Regions from separate parts of the Bombyx mori genome. Here region 1 is linked to region 2. Evidence: chromatin contacts called from public Hi-C data. All regions are on one chromosome and are shown on one strand. Each heading gives the region's core, a stretch centred on a gene start, on an enhancer-like site or on the middle of the called end of the contact. The rest is flanking DNA. Distances are from core to core; before and after follow the strand shown. Region 1 holds the start of LOC101744280 (zinc finger protein 532). Region 2 holds the start of LOC101746862 (zinc finger protein 660).

Region 1 (3,170 bases), core at 330-2,829, 430 kb after region 2:
AAAAGAAACCAGTAGTAGCAACAGTCTTTACCACTAGTGCACACTGATTGTAAAGTAATGTATTTTCAAGATTCCAATGAATCCCCATAATTAGGTTAGTTTGAACTGATACTATTCAAAGATTTTGATAGAGTAAGTCGCTAATCATACTGTTAATATCATTTATTGCGAACCAGTAAAGATAGGAAGTAAAGTAATGCTGAAATTGGTCACGGGGCAGTGATGCATTCAGGTTTGAAATATGAGACAACTGTTATACAATATAACTGAGATCTCAACCTCATTTAAACAGATGCAGATATTTATGCTGTGATGTATTTTTGGGCTCCAGTAACCGCTTCACACCGGTACCTCTAAAACCAATATTTTTGTTCTTTCATTTTTATATTGCATCAATTAACACAGGGTAATAAGTATTTATTATATATTATGGTTGAACACATTTTATATTAATACAGATTTTGGCTAAAACCCACTTACTTGTCTCCACAATCAGTACACCCAAATACTTTGTGGCCAGTTATTGGTACTGGGATTGTGTAATTTGGTAAAGCTTTTGTGAAAATCATGTTTTTTATACTCAGTCTATCATTGTGAGAATCTGTAGTACCCATATTAATCGATATCTGTAATATAAAGGTTTTAATAGTATAATTATAAATACTCCAATGCAGGATCTTAATAAAACCTTAATTTTTAGAATTATTAGGAGATAAGTCTAATAATGGGCTGTCTAAGTTTTTTTCTAGAATCTATAGATATCACCTCAAGAATGCCACCACCCACTGTGAGACAAAAGGTTGAAATTGTACATCATAATGATCATTGTACTATATTTCAAACGTCAATATTAGCGTCCCTGCTTCCCAAATGATCAAGTTGGACATATTTGCTGAGTCTCAGAGCTTTTCGTTTCAGGTAAAAAACGCGTATGATTTAATAAAGAAAATACTAGTTTAATCATATTACTATATTATAATTATATGCACATATTTTTGTGAGTTTATTATCTTTGTTTGGTAGTATAATTAAATTGGTATTTACCAACTTAATTCATACATTTGAGACATTCATCAAAATTTATCGTTAATGCATTTTTTTAAGTCTTGAATATAGATTTTTTTAATTTTGAGTAATAAATCGCAATCTTGAATTCATTTTATCATTATTTACAACTAGCCGCCTACTGCTAACAAGATTTATGCGCCAAAAAAATATCAGAATACTTTCAGTTACGTTTCTTTTCACTATAATATCCGTTGATTTGTTCAAATCTAATTTGATATAGTTCATTAGCCTGCAGTGTTTATTACTTCACTTGTTACTCCATGAAAAGGGACAATGTTCACGTGGATTTGAAGTCATTAATCAAAATCTACGACCTCAAGTAATTAATCGCTTCACCTTGAGTATAATTCTAAATTATGAAAGAATGTTATTATTATGATTGATTCTTACCTTAATTTAGACAAAAATACGCTTTACTAATAAACAATTTCTTTTGAAATTGATTTGGAGCGACCTCTGATGACAAAATTTACCTCCTTGTAGTATCGCCAGAAGTAAAAATCATTTAATTGCCAAGATAAAAATATATTGTTTACTATTAATGATAAATTAAACCATTTTTTAAGTACGTTTTCTATTTACTTAAGAGGACTACACATGAAAGCAAAATATTAAGCACACATGAAATGTAAAACTAGTAAATCTCTACAAAACTACTAGTAAAGCTTTTTTTTTAAATTAACGTCCGCCCTAAGTATATTTGATTTTGTTATGTTTTAAGTTGTTATTTGATTTAAACCTTAAGATAAATTTAGTACAAGTACTTTTTAACCTAGTAACATATCTTAACAGATTAAGATTTTTATGTTCACACGTACTAACCTGTTTATAAATAGCATGAATGGCACCGGCCTTCCCCAGCTAGGAATACAGTCAATTCGCCACTTGACACACGCTAATTCCAATAAAATCTGTTAGGTCGTTTCGAAATTCGTAGTTTAGGGGTAAGTTTTAAGACTATGCCGGGGCTTAAACCCTGCCGGCTCGTTACTGGTTAGCACACGGTCACTTCGATTTCCTCAATAAAGGAATAACATCGCTTAAACATGAAATCAACAAAATTTATAAAATATTCAGGTGGATAGCACCATTAGAAATTGAGCTGTGCATGAATACGAAGTCTTTACTTTACTAGAGTCTTTTCATCACACATCCCACAGTGCCTGAAAACGAAAGTTTTTAACCAGTGCGTCCTACCGGTAATGACTTACGGAGCTGAAACGTGGACACTCACAGTACGGTTGGTCCGTCAGCTCAAAGTCGCTCAGCGAGCCATGGAAAGGACCATGCTCGGAGTTTCTCTGAAGGATAAAATCCGGAATGAGATTATTCGACCGAGAACTAAAGTCATCGACATAGTACAAAGAGTCAGCAAGCTGAAATGGCAGTGGGCTGGCCATATATGCCGTAGGACTGACGATCGCTGGAGCAGACGGGTTCTCGAGTGGAGACCGCGCAGCGGAAGACGTAACGTGGGACGCCCCCCGACTAGGTGGTGCGATGATCCCCGCACGGTGGCCGGCAAGAAGTGGATGAGGAGAGCCGTAGACCGGGCTCAGTGGTGTGGATTGGGACAGGCCTATGTCCAGCAGTGGACGACTGTGGGCTGTTGATGATGATGATGAATACGAGTTTGAAGATAGGAATAGGAACTGGTAGGTTCGTTCAGAATAAATAAGGGCGTATTAATAAAGTTATTAGCTATCGAAAGTAAGTAAATACTTAAAAACGCTCCATATTCTCGAATTATATAAATGATATAAAGGGAAAATATGGATACTTGGTAGCAGTAGATTTAATGATGTATTAAAAATATTTGATTTACACGGAAAGCTTTTGCACTGGATATTTTATAGAGCTCTACTCAGTGCTATGGAAAGAAATACATTAATCATTGAAATTATGTACGCTAGCAACATTATATACAGATTAGAAAGAAGATGAAAAAATGTATGACGTCAACTTATTTTTTATACTTCTTCCTTTTTTTCATTATGGCAATTGGGTTCTTGCGATACCGTTCATAACAGCGCCGAATATATTAAATCTTCAATTAACGATAAATTAAATTAATAAAAATAAAATAGAGCGGATTAAATGCA
Region 2 (3,351 bases), core at 299-2,798:
CTGTAAAAAGAACACATTTAATGTAAATATTTAAGTAGTAACTAAATATTTAAGCAGTAAGTATATTATTTAAGTAGTAAGTAGTAGTATTTAAGTAGTAAGATAATCAATATTTTTCACATGAATCATCAACAGAAATAAAATAAATAAGAAGTGAATAATTTCTTGTTAAGGATAGTTTACTTAAAAATTAGTTTTCACTGGAATTAACTAGAAATGCCTCTCTGGTCTCACGTGACTGCTTATTTCTAGAGTACACATCTTCCCAAATAAACCAAGAAACAATACTTTACCTCAGATTTGATATGGACATCTGTGACTGTCAAAAGAATATCATCTTTTTTTTCATCTAATTCACTGGTTTCCAAATCCATGAGCATACTCGATAATGCTTCTTGTGTTTTGTTGCATTCTAATATGAAAAGTTGAAGAGACACCATTTTTTCTTCACAATTTAAGCAAATTTTTGTTGGTAGAGTATCGTTCTCACAAATCTATAACATATTTTTTAAATATTATTAATTGATTTCAGATTAATTGACATGTTTAGAATAAATTTTACAGAAACCAATAACAGCCTTATATTACTCAGTATCAACAGTACTGTAACATACCAGAATTTGGTTCACTAAACTCATTGACTCAAAACAAGATCTATTTTGATAAATAATATCCTGTCATGACTTTTACTATTCATGGCTATTATGTCAACAAATTCCAGAAAATAGAGCAATCGAGCTCAGAACTCCATGAAGTTAGAGCAGATAGAATGAGACCTATAGGTAGTCTGTTTACCATTTATGGTGCACTGTACTGTTATTGTGTTATTTTACATTCCTCATCAGGATTACGTTACGAACTATAAAGACCAAGCTTTCATGATACCACAACCGTGAGAACGTTATTGTGGTTGGGATTGATATAGAAAAACCCTACTGGACCGTTGTAAATCTGTATTTACTCAATGATAACGTCAATGACTGTCACCAATCACCAGATCGATGTAAGACAACCATATGTGGACAATCTAAAACCTAGTCAGTATTAAACGAAGGTTTCATACTAAAAAACCAAATAATTTAGTTTTCAGTAATATATTTGAAAGGCTACTCACTATTATCCGCAGGAAATCTTCTATAAGGTTTAAAACATTTCTGTTACTTTCATCTAACAAATCTTTGGAGAATTCATCCTGAGTAGCACACAATCTACACAAATCCTTTATGATTGGCATCCTCTTTTAATAATTACGACCGACACTGCAAAGTTTTTGTAAGGAAGCTTTTTGGAAGTGTAGCTTATTTTATATTAGGAAAATAAATAATAATTTAGAAAACATAACAGTTTCCTGAAATGAGGAATTCGTTTTATTTTACCCTTTACACAAAGTTATTGGAATATTTCATTTGACAATTATGTACATTGCAGTAGCCATAGAGTTATTGTAGGTACTTATTAACTCCATGGCAGTAGCACAACAAAATACATTTTTTTTATTGTTTTTTATGACTCGGTAACATAGACCTTTCGGTCATGACAAAATACAAAATGTGTTATCGGGCATAGATTATACTCACTTTAGACCACAGGCTACTTCTAGATATTAATTCACATGTACTAGCATTCAAAAGACCTAAAGAAATTGTAAATCCGAGACGAAATCCAGGGCTGTGCGCTTCATTAAAGGGACCTCGATTTGAATTTCATCTTGCATTTGACGTATAAATCTCACTACCCTCACTATTCTCCTTGGCGATTTCATATCCTGCACCCGAAAATACTAGGAGCAGGCATAGGAACCTGGGCAACTGCAGTTTGTTTCTCGTTGGATTTTTTCGGTGGGTCACGCGATTCCACGCCGGTCGTAGTTCATGAAGTAGCTGTACTTGACTTGTTAGATTTCCATCGGAGCACTCAGGTTGATCTTAGCAAATCCCAATCAAATCATCATAGTCCTGTGTCCTATGAAGCTGGAGATAATTCCTGCCCCCTAAAAGAAATGAGACCACCAGCTCCTTATCATTTACCAGGCTACATTTATAAATAAGGACAAGTAAATCATTAAAATCAATCTCTTTCAAGAAATATTACTTTTTGTTTTTGTGCCTAAATGTTTGCAATTTAAATTAATATTAAGTTTACTTTTTTAATTATTTTGTTTACATGTGAATTCCGGTGTAGATAGGTATATATATAATTTAATGTGGTAATGGTAATAGTGTAAAATGTACCTACGACTGTGCATTGCATATTGCATAATATTGTCTGTCGTGTAGTAGTGTAGTAGTACCGTACTTAGAATAGTCTTTAAAATAATATTTGTAATTTACTTTTTGTATTGTAGTCTAATCTATGTATGTTGATTAAATTCTCTTTACACTACACTACACACCAACAAGAAAATTGAAAACGTCTTTCAAAAAAAATGTTTTTAAGTTGATTGTTGAGTTTTGAATTATCGAGTAATATCGAGATCTATAATTTAAATATCATTTTCGTAACGACGACGGTATGCTGTAGGAAAAGCCAAAATGCTCCTAGCAAAGTAAGTTAGCTAGGTTTTGATTTGATGAAAGATTGTTTTCGGAACTCGCCGTTGGCATTTTGTAATCAAACTCAAGAACGATGGAATCGAGCACATTATTAGCCAATACTATGGAGATCCCATCAAATTATGAGAAATCTACGCAGCCTGCGATATTTATTGATATTAGTTTGTGTAAAAATGAAGAAAGCGGGTATCATACTTTAACACCAGGATCAATCGAAGCCTCCAATTTGTCGAGTGACTACTTTGAACAATCTATTCTCGCTAATAACAAACGTATTACTGGCCAGATTCGTTATATTACACCAGAGACGAATCAGTGTAATAGACCATCAGTTATACTTAATGATATAACAGGAACACCATTGCCAAGGCGCGGCTTGAAACGATCATATCAAGACATAGAAACGTTGGAGTTACCATATAGTCCCATACCTACTCCTACTAGTTTGATTGCTGGACAAATCAGAAATCTCTATGTTAATGAAAACAAAGAAAACTCATCCCGCTCGTTAAATGCTATAAATATAGACAGAGCAAACAATCTTACAAAACATCTTTTACAAGGTCATGAATCAGCATCATATCCAATAACACCAGTTAAAAGAAATTGCAAGACAAATCCTTGTAGGAAATCGGCCAAAAAACTCAATTTTGTAACACATTCGCTATCATGTGAAATGCGTGAATTACAACAAGTGAACAGGCCGAGAGCACTAGTAGAAGCAGTAAAAACTGTACTATTCAAACCTAACAATGATATAATTCAAAGGCTATATGAAGGCAATGTAATACCACCAATT

The links. Hi-C and Micro-C count contacts between places; a contact is called where the count stands out from the background.
Region 1: a contact with region 2 is called in a Hi-C map of whole pupa, with 1.9 times the contacts expected there. The contact joins the promoter of LOC101744280 here to the promoter of LOC101746862 in region 2. A contact is called at or near these places in 2 of 7 Hi-C or Micro-C datasets (middle silk gland and whole pupa).

What each region holds. Positions count from the first base shown.
Region 1 is chr5:10,366,510-10,369,679 of ASM3026992v2, forward strand. LOC101744280 (zinc finger protein 532) reads right to left here and starts at 1,580. Exons shown (of 3, transcript XM_004930116.5): 1 at 1,459-1,580; 2 at 481-626. The coding sequence starts at 614.
Region 2 is chr5:9,932,697-9,936,047 of ASM3026992v2, forward strand. LOC101746862 (zinc finger protein 660) reads right to left here and starts at 1,549. Exons shown (of 11, transcript XM_004930135.5): 1 at 1,115-1,549; 2 at 294-494. The coding sequence starts at 1,234. LOC101746725 reads left to right here and starts at 2,362. Exons shown (of 2, transcript XM_004930134.5): 1 at 2,362-3,351. The coding sequence starts at 2,626.